2 separate regions of the Sus scrofa genome follow, and region 2 is linked to region 1. The links are chromatin contacts, called in public Hi-C maps. All regions are on one chromosome and are shown on one strand. Each heading gives the region's core, a stretch centred on a gene start, on an enhancer-like site or on the middle of the called end of the contact. The rest is flanking DNA. Distances are from core to core; before and after follow the strand shown.

Region 1 (5,539 bases), core at 1,177-3,676:
GGGGGGGGTGTACCCTGGACCAAGGACAGTCCCTCCCACTGCTGTGCCTGGAACTCCACGTCATCGATGTCAGGAAGTTTACACCAGAGAGGGTCCAGAGAGGGTAAGCAGTTTCCCCTGAGCCCGGGGCTTGTGAGTGTAGAGCCAGGATTGGAAGCCCGGCCAGCGGCCCCAGGCCAGTCCCTCTGTCAGCCGCCGCTCTCTTCCCTGGCACCCCAGCCCGCAGGCTCCTCTCCCTGCCTGTGGGTGTCCTCTCAGAACCCGTCCCAAACCCCTCCCTCTTTGCAGACAGCCCATGTCTACAGAACCCCTGTCAGAATGATGGGCGGTGTCGGGAGCAGGGAACCCACTTCACCTGTGAGTGTGAACTTGGTTACGGGGGAGACCTCTGCACGGAGCCTCGGGGTGTACCATCCCCCAAAAAGCCAGGCAAGAACTCCATCCCAGGCCCTGTATCCTCACAGCCCTTTCCCCACCACCAATGGCTGCAGGATTATTCCATGTATATGATACCTTATGTTAACCTATAAAATCTGTTCTAGATCATAATAGTATATTAACATCATATGTTCCTGTATGAAATATAACACACACATATATATGTATTATCACTAAAGGTTAGCAGAACCAAGATTCTCATGGAATCGCGGTGTCCTCGTGCCCATCTCCTACCCACACACTCTGGAATCTTGTCTCTGAACCTGAGCTCCCCACTTTTATGATCTGTATGTCTCGTCCTGCTCTCATTCCCGCTTGTGTCCCTCTAAGCCTCTCCAGTACCTTTTGTTGGTTTTCTCTGTCGCAAACTATTAATTCCCATGAGCCTCAGGGCCAGCAGTTCTCCAGTTTTATCCTTGTGCCTAAGATTGGGGTGGGACAGGGGTGTCTTGTTAAACATGTTCATTTCGGAGTTCCCGTCATGGCTCAGAGGAAATGAATCTGATGAGATCCGTGAGGCCGCAGGTTTGATCCCTGGCCTCGCTCAGTGGGTTAAGGATCCAGTGTTGCTGTGAGCCGTGGTGTAGTTTGAAGATGGGGCTCGGATCTGGCGTGGCCGTGGCTGTGGCTGTGGCTGTGGCGTAGGCTGGTGGCTACAGTTTTGATTTGACCCCTAGCCTGGGAACCTCCATGTCCCACAGGTGCAGGCCTAAAAAAGACAAAAAATAATAATAATAATACATAATACTTGTTCATCCTGGGACTTACCCCCAAGAGATTTGGATTCGGTAGGTCTGGAGGGGGCCCAGAGATCTGCATTTTTCACAAGCTCGCAGGTGATGGATGGAAATGACTCCAGGGCTGCTCTTGGAGAGGACCTAACACCCTGGACTCTAGGGGACCTGCTGGATGAAGGTCCCCCTGAATGGCTTATGGGAGTCATGTGTCCAGAAACAGGAGGCTGGCACCAAGGTCTTGAAAGCCCTGGAGCAGCAGCTTCCTGGAGGGAGAGCCAGCCACCCAGGGGTTTAGGGGATGCCGTCCCTCCAGGGTGGCAGCCAAGGACCGGAAGGGAGTGTCACCCCCACCCCTTCCTATCCCACATCCCTCTTTCTGTTCGCCACACCCCAGAGGCGTCCAACCGCGTGGCCATCCTCTTGGGGATGCTGATGCCCACAGTGCTCCTGGTGCCGGCGGTGACCAGAGTTTCCAGGAAGAGGAGGAGGAGGAGGAGGTGAGGTCCCGGAGGGGGAGGGGGAGGGCCGGCCGGCGGAGGAGCAGGCTTGGGGTTGGGCGCCCACCTTCTGGCGCTGTCTGTCCCCCAGGCCCTCTAGGGAGAGAACGCAGAGCCAGAACAGAGGCAAGCGGGCCGGCACAGGTGAGCGCCAGCCCCAGCGGCCACGACTTTGGCCACCGGGAGGTGAGTCGGCCTCTAATCCAGGTTTTCTCGCTTTCTCCTCAGATTGTGCTCCAGAGCAGGCCTACAAAGTGGCTTAGTTTTGAGGTGTTCACACAAAGGGAGAGATAAAATTATTTATTTTTGAGATGTGAATTTCCACATGATTCTGGTGGAGGAAGGGTCTGTCTGAGAGGTGGGTCTTAGGGGGAGAAACAAGACGGAGACTGGTGTGGGGGCGCCCAGGGCGGGAGAGCCACAGGCCGCCCGGGGGAGGGGCTCGGAGGTCTGAGGTGGGGAGGGGTGTCTGTCCCTTAGACGAGGCCACATGAGGGTAGGCCGTCTGCCCTCTGGCTTCGGGGTACCGCAGGAGAGACTCTGGCTTCGGGGTACAGCAGGAGACTTCCCCTCAGGAATTCTAGGTCTTGGAGGACGTGGCCGCGGAGCCTCCCAGAAGGGGCAGTGAAAGGTGATCCTGAGAGGTTTCATATTCCTCACCAGGAGATGAATTGCTGGGCAGAGGCTAAGGATGGGGAAGCTGGCTTTTTCCAAAGGGTGAACCAGCCTGTGACCAAAAGGGCCTTGGGGTTACTATGGTAACTGAGGGTGGGGCCTGAGGGCCGATTTGTTGTTTTGAGCTCCATCCTATTAGGAATGACCAGCTCACCTCTGCCAAAGGCCAGAGTGCAAACATTCCCACCCTGACTCCTGTGCCTTGTGCCTCCCACCAGGCAGGTCCTTGCTTGGGGGACGGGGGCTGGGACACCCTGCTTGGACTCTAAGAGGAAAAGGAAGGCTGCCAACGGCGGGGGTGCGGGGGAGGGGCCCACAGCCCAGGATGTGGGACCCCAGGGGACAGGACACCAAAACAGGTAGGACCCTGATTATAGAAAGGAATCCTTCCTCTGCTTACCCTCCAGGATGACTTCAGCAGCCACCTTCATGTAAGGAAGCGAGACCCAATGTGGTTGGGGAAAGGGCCCCAAGGCGAGAGGGCTGCCCCTGGCCAGGCCCCCCCTGCCCTTTAGCTAGGGGAGCAGCTTATGCTCTGGGGCTGAGTGTGGCAGGAAGGCTCAGGGGCTTCTGGAGCTGGGCTGGCCATGCTTAAATGTGGGCATCATGAGGCTCCCAACGGCATGCCTGCCCCCGCTGAGCCCCCTCATCTGGGCTTTGACCCTCTGCCTCTGTCCTTCATCTGTGCCCTGCCCCCTTGAACTGTTCCTCCCCTTACCCAGCTAAGGTCACCTCATCTAGCCTGACGTCTGATTGGCAGGGGAGGGAGGCGGCCTGGGGCCGCATCCTCGGAGACCTCCTCCTTCCATTAGGAGGACCCAGACCCCTCCTCCTCAGCTGGGAGGGACAGGAGTTATGGTTTGGGGTCCTGTACCAACCCCAGCCCAACAGCAGGGGGCAACTGAGATGCAGAAATGGCAAGGCTGCAGCAGCTCAACAAAGGGAACTGGTCCAGGCCTGCCCCTGCAGGTGTCCTTGAAGGAGGGCAGGCTGGCAGCAAAGAAGGAAACCAGAGATGGTGAGAAAGACTGTGAGGGGGATGGACCGCATCCTCAACTTCCTGTTCCAGAGGGAGAAGTTGGGGAAGGATTCTCAGGTGGTTTCCCCTCCCTTCCCAAGAGACTGGGAGAACCTGCCTGGGCAGCATCTTGAAAGGGGGAATTGTCCTCCAGACCCAGCCCAGCATCTGTGTGTGTGTGTGTGTGTACATGAGTACACGTGGGGGGTCCGAGTCCTCCATGCCAGCCCCTGCCCCCCCCATTGCCTCTAACCAATTGTCCTCCAGACCCAGCCCAGCATCTGTGTGTGTGTGTGTGTGTACATGAGTACACGTGGGGGGTCCGAGTCCTCCATGCCAGCCCCTGCCCCTCCCCATTGCCTCTAACCAACCCCAGCTGTCAACATCTGGCCTACATCTGTCTCCCTCATCTGACTAGACCTCCAGCCCAGCAGATTCCCCCCTCACCTCCTTCAGGGGGCTGTAGGGTGGGGCCCTGAGCTCAAGGTCTCTCCAACCTCATGGAGACCCTGCCAGGGTAAGTGAACCAGGGCAGGGGAGGGAGGGCAGCCCCACCCCGGAGGTGCCCTGGGCTCTTGGCAGAGCCAGCTGGAGCTGTTAGAAGCAGCTGCCAATGACTCATCTCCCACTGCCCCCACCCCATCACCTCAAACACACCCTGGGGCTGGGAACCAAGCACCCAGCCCCCCCACAGCCCTGTCTCCAGACCTCCAACCCCTCTCAGCCTAGCTCAAAAGCTCCTCCATACCACACCCACCCTCCTCCTGCCAGTCACCCCCAGGGCCAGGACACTTCCCGTTTTCTTTTATTTATACAAAACAATTGTTTTAAATATAATTTAAGAACCCCTCCAAGCACCGGTGTCTGTCTCTGTTTCCACCACCACTTCCCCCCCCACATCCCCTCATGGACACAGCTTGGGGGTACTTGGTGGGGCCAGGAAAAGTTTGGGGTTGTGGCACGACCAAGGAAGGCACTGTTCTGGAAACAGACACAACGATGGGTCCCTGTTTCGACTGGAGCAGAGGAGGGATAATGAAACAGGTCCCCTCTAACACAAAAAGTTATGACAAGGACAGTGGAAGAACAAAACAAAAACGAAAAAAAAAAAAAAAAAAAGACCAAGAACAAAAAAAACTCAAAAAAAACCTTCAATATGAAGGCAGCGATGGGGGAGGGGCATTTACAGGGGAAAACTGAGTTCGGTGGAGACAGCAGCAAGGCTGGAACACCCCAGTTCAATGGTTTTTGTCACTGGGTCGTGAAGTCCCTTCCCACCTCCTGCCGGCCGCAGAGCTGAGCTCCTGAGCTCACAGACTAGTCCCCTCCTTCTCTTTGGTCTGCAGGGCCATGGCCCTTTCAAGGTGAGGAGGGGTATCTGGGGGCCCTAGTTGGGGATCAGGGGGAGGCTGTGGGGATCGTGCCCAGCCACCCAGGCATGCTGGCCGATTCCGGGCCCTTCTTTTCCTCTGGTCACACCCGGTCCTGAGGGCAGGACTCCCACACCCTTGGTCTGGGGTTCCCCGCCTAGGAGGCATGTGATTTCTACACGCTGGTGGGACAGAATTGCCAAATCCTGTCTCTCCAAATTGCCAGCTCCCTGCCCCCATGGGTTCAAAGTGCAATCCAGTGGGGCTTGAGGATGGGGGGCCTCTTGGGTCCCTATCCGACTCTGCCCCAGGAAAAAGGGGAACGGTGTCCCCCACGTGGGGGTTCCCGCTGCTCCAGAGCTGTGGGGCAGGCGAGGAGGCACAGGTCAGTACTGGGGGGCTGGTGCTCCCGACCCGCCTGGGGCTCCAGGCTTGGCCTGGGACTTCATGTGCTGAACACTGGCCAGGATTTTCTTCTGGTGTCCCGCCAGAGTGACTCCGATGCGGAGAAGGTCCCTGCAGATGAATGAATAGCTAGGTGAGGCCACAGGGCTCCTACAGAAAGCCTATTCTCGCCTCAGCCAATCAGGATGGCTGCTGGGGACCTCAGCAGTTGCCAGGCAGTTTCCACAGGCTTTGGGAGCCAACCACAGTCCTTCTGCGCAACTGCAGTAGTGGGTGGGGCTAGGTACCCAGAACCGCCAAGAAGCCGGAGGTGGGGGGCTATGGTCTGGATAAGGATTAAGAAAAGGTGGAGAATCAGGAAAGAGGAGGAATGAGAAGGAGAGAAAAGCCCATAAAATG
Region 2 (5,539 bases), core at 1,363-3,862, 44 kb after region 1:
CAGCCTTGCAGATGTGGCTCAGAACTGGTATTGCCGCAGCTGTGGTGTAGACCGGCAGCTCCAGCTCTGATTTGACCCCTAGCCTGGGAACTTCCATATGCCGCATATGCGGCCCTAAATTAAAAAAAAAAAAATGGGGTGTTAGAAAAGGTCTGAGCCTTCCTATAGACTCAGTCTGGTTACAGGGGCATTAGCTGATTCCACACTGTTTGTTCAGAGGGACGTGAGGCATTGTGGTTGGTGCACAACTGGCTTAGAGGCTCAGAGAATGGGCTCTGGTGCTGGGCACTGTAGTGTTCACCTGCTGGGCCCAGTGTCTGCCAGCTGTGAGCCTTTGGGCAAGTGACCTCACCGCTCTGGGGCTCAGGTGCCTTATCCATAAAGGGGAGTGAGTAATAGTCCCTACCTCATAGCGTTGTTTCAAGGATCAGATGAGTTAAAACACAAAATGTTTTCTACAGGATGGGGCCCCCGATTAGCATGCAGAGGTTTGCTCTCAGGGGACCGTGCTTTGGACACGTCATCATTAGGGCTTTTCTATCATAGAAACAGATCGTGCAGCCCCAGTGCCGAGCTTCATCCTCCCCTAGCAGGGTCTGAGCGCTGTCTCCCTGGGGATCTAGGCCATGAGCTTGACTAATCAGGGGGTCCCTTCTGTCCGGTGGAGTCAGACTCTCATCTCCCATCACAAAAAAGGTGTGCAGCTTAAAGCCTGGAGTGAAATGCATCCTACTGCCTCATGACGCCTGGAAGTGCTCCTTAGTTAAAAGAATCCTAAGGCGAACTCTGTCAATTTAAGTGGGGGAGATTAGTCATGAAGATAAATGCCTGTGAAAGTGTTTGGGAAAACTCAAAGTCATTACGCAAATGTGCATAATGTTGCCTTAAGAGGCCAAGCACTGTGCAAATGTCATACCTGCTGGCTGACACGTCGCTGCCAGAGGGTGGGAGTGGGTGCCTGTTAGTATGGTGTGAACTCAGCCTGTGACTGATTCCTTGGGGCTCCTTCCTGCCTATCCCTCTCTGCCCCCAGGTGGCATGAAGCCCAACACACTGGTCCTGGGTTTCTACGATGATGCTGCGCCCCAGGACCACTTCCTGACAGATCCAGCTTTCTCTGAGCCTGCTGATGCCACCCAGGAGGGCGGGTCCCCAGCCCTGAGCACCCTGTTCCCTCCACCCCGGGCTCCTGGGAGCCCCCGGGCTCTCAGTCCCCAGGACTATGTGGCCACTGTGGCAGACGCCCTGAAGATGAATAAGAATGTGGTTCTTGCCCGGGCTTGTGGGGCCCTGCCCCCTGAGCGACTGAGCCGGGGTTCCGGGGGTACCTCTCAGCCACATCATGTGGACGTGTGGCCCCTCAACCTGCTGCGGCCCCGGGGTGGACCTGGCTACGTGGACGTCTGCGGCCTCTTCCTGCTGCAGATGGCCACCATCTTGGGCATGGTGCCTGCTTGGCACACTGCCCGCCTCCGGATCTTCTTGTGCCTGGGGCCTCGGGAGGCCCCAGGGGCAGCCGAGGGGCGGCTCCGGGCACTGCTGAGCCAGCTGAGGATCCGGGCAGAGGTGCAGGAGGTTGTGTGGGGTGAGGGGGCTGGGTCCGAGGAGCCTGAGGAGGAGGAGGAGGGGGACTTTGTGAATGGCAGGCGCGGAGACGCAGAGGCAGAGGCCCTGGCACGCAGCGCCAACGCCCTGGTTCGGGCCCAGCAGGGGCGCGGCAGAGGAGGAGGGCCTGGTGGGCCTGAGGGTGGGGATGGCGAGGAAGGGCCCACCACCGCCCTCACGTTCTTGTACCTGCCTCGGCCGCCTGCTGATCCCTCTCGCTACCCTCGCTACCTGGCGCTGCTGGAAATTCTGAGCCATGACCTGGGCCCCACGCTGCTCATTCATGGCATCACCCCTGTCACTTGCACTGATCTCTGATGCCGGTTCCTAGTAGAGAGTGTCCAGGTCGAGTGGCCCACTTTGCTTGGCGGGTTGAGGAGGGGAGGTGCTGCCTCTTGCCCTCCTTGTACTTGGGACTCGGACCCTGGTGGAGGTATTAGGGGAACCTGGTCTTTGGGAGAGGGTCCTCGCTGTGCCCAGGGCAGCTGAGCCGGCGGCCACCACTGGCGAGAAGTCAGCAGCCCTCCCCCACGCTGGCCTCCCTCCCTTCACTGGTGCCTTGACGGGGCTGGGTCTCCGCTTGTGACTCTAGGCTACCTCAGTCTCCCCGCCCCTTGCCCAGTAGACTCCTCACCCTTGAGGTTGTGATGTTTTTGTTCCGTTTTATTTTTCTAACTGCTGAATGTGAATAAAAGACCAAAACACTAGGTGCTGGCCGAGCGTTTCTGGAGGGAGCCGGTAGGGGGGACAGAATGCGGGACGAATCTGTATGCGGGGAGGGGCACTGGAGCATCCCAGCGCAAGGGGGCCACGTGCGGACTTGGGGCACAAGAGCCCCGTGTTAAAGGAGGCTGCCTGAGCCTCCCACCCCCACCCCCCGGGCCCACGCTCTGGAGGAAAGCCGCCCCGGCTCGCAGGAGGGGGCCGACTAGGGGAGGGACGGCAGTTTAGGGCCTAGGGGGCCACGTGACCCTCCCCCAGGAATGCGATGACGTCATCGGGGGCGTGGCCGTCCCCAAAATTGGGGAGGAAGGGGAAAAAAAAAAGCCAGAAAAAGTTTCTGTCCTGGAGTCCCAAGCGAGGTGTCGGGGGGAAGAAGGGGTCAAAGTCAGAGCCCTGGGCTCCGTGGGGCCCTGACCGCTGTCTGGAGTCCCCCATTCCAGACCATGTCCGGGCCCACCTGGCTCCCCCCGAAGCAGCCGGAGCCCGCCAGAGCCCCTCAGGGGAGAGCGCTCCCCCGAGGCGCCTCCGGGCCGCCGCCAGCCCACGGAGCAGGTAAGGCAGCCCCAGTGCGGTGCGGAGGCCACCGGGCCACCAACACTCAACTCTGCCCTGCTGCTCTTGCCTCCCGCTGAGCCTGCCCCTGTCGCCCCTTCCCCAAGCCCGGCTGGAACCCGCCGCGCCCCCGCCCTCGCCCTCTCCCAGCCCTCACTGCCTCCTGCCCCATTCTCGGACCCCAGATGCGGGGGGAGAGGGGTGAAGAGGGACCCAAGACCGGTGGCCTCCACAAGTGTCACCCTCCTCTCCTTCCCCATCCCCACCTTGGCTCTCTCTTCCCTCACCCCAGCACTCCAGTCCCACCCCAGGGTCAATTTTTGCCCCCTCCCATCTGAGCAGTGTTACCAGGCCCCTGGGGGACCGGAGGATCCGGGCCTGGCCTGGGTGGGGTGCCATGGAGCACCCCAACGCTCACAGGTGAGCACCGCGATTAGGGGGTGTGGGGGGGACTTAGGGCAGGAGAAGAGGCCATATGAGTTGCATTCTCCCTGCTTTTGCTCTATCTCCAGGGGCTCCCCCCGGACAGGGGGGCCTTGCGCCCAGGAAGTCTGGATGCTGAGATAGATTCCCTGACCAGCATGTTGGCTGAGTTGGACGGGGGTCGGGGTCACGCCCCACGGCGGCCTGACCGGCAGGTGACTCCCCGCTCCTGTCCCTCCCTGTCCTTGTCCCCCACCCCTCCCCCGCAACCTGGTTCCTGCTCTGTATTCTCACTCCTCTTCTCCCTCCACATGGGGGATGCACCCACCAGCGAGGAGGAAGCTGGGCCACCAAAACGTACTAGGTTGCCAGCCACTCAAGGACGGGCCCTTGTCAAAACCAGTGCTTACCTGGGTGCCACAGACACAGGGTTCAGGGGTTCCACAGATGTGTGTTCTGGATTGGGCCCAGCTCATGCCTTCTGGTCTGTGCTTCTCTCCAGGCTTATGAGCCCCATCAGCTCCCTGCCTACCGCTCAGGCCCTGGCTCCCTGAAGCCGAATGGAGGGAGTGTTCCTCCCACACCACTCCCAGCGGCCTCCTATGGCGGCCCCACGCCGGCCTCCTATGCTACGGCCAGCACCCCCGCCGGCCCTGCCTTCCCTGTGCAAGTGAAGGTGGCACAACCAGTGAGAGGCTGTGGCCCCCCCAGGCGGGGGGCCCCTCAGGCCTCGGGGCCCCTCCCCGGCCCCCACTTTCCTCTCCCAGGCCGAGGTGAAGTCTGGGGGGCTGGCTACAGGAGCCACCGTGAGCCAGGGCCAGGGGGTAAAGAGGAGGCTGCCGGAGTCTCCGGCCCTCCGGGAGGAAGAGGAGGCGGGTACGGGCCCCAGGTAAGCCCTGGGCCCTGGGATTTGGGGTCCTCAAAGACAGTTGGATGCTGACTGGGTGGGGTGGGGGTGGGGGTTGATGTTCCAGTTTTCAAGCTCTGGATTCCCTGGGGGCGGGGGGCAGGTCAGGAAATAAAGGAGGGAGGGGACTAGATCTGCACACTGGCTCCCAGAGGCACACCCCTGGCCCCTGGGCTGGGGTGTTCTCCTGTGAGCTTTTGGGTGGAATTGCCTGATCACTCTCGGTGACAGTATTGGGAGGGAGAGGTAGGATTGAACCCCTGATTCTCACCTCCCAGGTCCCCCTGAGCCAGCCTCCCGAGGAGGAACTTGAGAGGCTGACCAAGAAGCTGGTGCAGGACATGAACCACCCGCCCAGTGGGGAGTACTTCGGTGAGCTGCCCCCCGCCACACACCCCGGGCAGGGGGTGGGGGGAGGTCAGGTAGACAGTGGGTCTGGCTTCCCAGTCTATGGTTGACCCTGACCCATCCCGTCCCCAGGCCGGTGTGGTGGCTGCGGAGAAGATGTGGTTGGGGATGGGGCCGGGGTTGTGGCCCTGGACCGTGTCTTTCACGTTGGCTGCTTTGTCTGTTCTACGTGCCGGGCCCATCTCCGGGGCCAGCATTTCTATGCCGTGGAGAGGAGAGCGTATTGTGAGAGCTGCTATGTGGTGAGTGGTGGGGGCTGGCGGGGGGTGGTGGCAGATGGAGTCAGCAGCAGGAAGCAGGGGGCTTCCATCCAGAGTGGGAACTAGGTGTCCAAGCCCCAAAGAATAAGGCTCGAAGCAGGAGAACTAAAACTAATAAAGAAAAAGGCATGGATGAAATAAGTAGCTGTATACTGGTTGCTGGAGAGAAAGGACAACATTCCCCTGTAAGAGTGAGGCATTTATTTTCGGTTTAGGGGAATGTGCTGAATCCCCACAATGCCCTGGTGAGGCAGCTGTTACTCCTGAAGGAAACTGAAGGTCTGAGAGCTTAAATATCTTGTCTGGGGAAGCTGCAGTGCTAGGATTTGCACGCATACCTGTTCAAGGCCACCTTTAACTGAATCACATGCAGGGGGCTACATAAATAGGTGGGGGAGCTGGCAGGATGCCTGTAAGGGCTGCCATGGGTCACCCCAGCCCTGACCTTCCTGCTCTCCTTCCTGACAGGCCACCCTGGAGAAGTGCTCCACCTGTTCCCAGCCCATCCTGGACCGGATTCTGCGGGCCATGGGGAAGGCCTATCACCCTGGCTGCTTCACTTGTGTGGTGTGCCACCGCGGCCTCGATGGCATCCCCTTCACTGTGGATGCCACCAGCCAGATCCACTGCATTGAGGACTTCCACAGGTCAGCTAGGTCAT

What was found. A called contact is a pair of places that touch in the nucleus more often than the background predicts.
Region 2: a contact with region 1 is called in a Hi-C map of epiblast stem cells, with 1.7 times the contacts expected there. The contact joins the promoter of TRIP6 here to the enhancer-like site in region 1. A contact is called at or near these places in 1 of 5 promoter capture datasets (liver), 14 of 47 Hi-C or Micro-C datasets (alveolar macrophages, embryonic fibroblasts, epiblast stem cells and 6 more) and 2 of 2 datasets of contacts at active chromatin or transcription factors (alveolar macrophages and skeletal muscle).

Annotation. Positions count from the first base shown.
Region 1 is chr3:8,666,900-8,672,438 of Sscrofa11.1, forward strand. It overlaps ZAN (zonadhesin), which reads left to right. Exons shown (of 41, transcript NM_214383.1): 38 at 289-429; 39 at 1,570-1,672; 40 at 1,764-1,816; 41 at 1,901-1,982. The coding sequence ends at 1,935. EPHB4 (ephrin type-B receptor 4) reads right to left here. Exons shown (of 17, transcript XM_003124371.5): 17 at 4,153-5,251. The coding sequence ends at 5,122. Among named protein-coding and RNA genes, the nearest start is that of EPHB4, 20 kb to the right of the region's middle. Within about 2 kb of position 2,427, at least 14 of the 83 cell types and tissues checked have an H3K27ac peak or open chromatin away from gene starts, as enhancers often do. A contact at or near this core is called in alveolar macrophages, epiblast stem cells and retroperitoneal adipose tissue, where this site is marked.
Region 2 is chr3:8,710,609-8,716,147 of Sscrofa11.1, forward strand. It overlaps TRIP6 (thyroid receptor-interacting protein 6), which reads left to right and starts at 2,613. Exons shown (of 9, transcript XM_003354478.4): 1 at 2,613-2,880; 2 at 3,173-3,300; 3 at 3,393-3,518; 4 at 3,806-4,192; 5 at 4,489-4,582; 6 at 4,691-4,860; 7 at 5,347-5,525. The coding sequence starts at 2,772. It overlaps SLC12A9 (solute carrier family 12 member 9), which reads left to right. Exons shown (of 14, transcript XM_003354477.4): 14 at 1,034-2,296. The coding sequence ends at 1,923.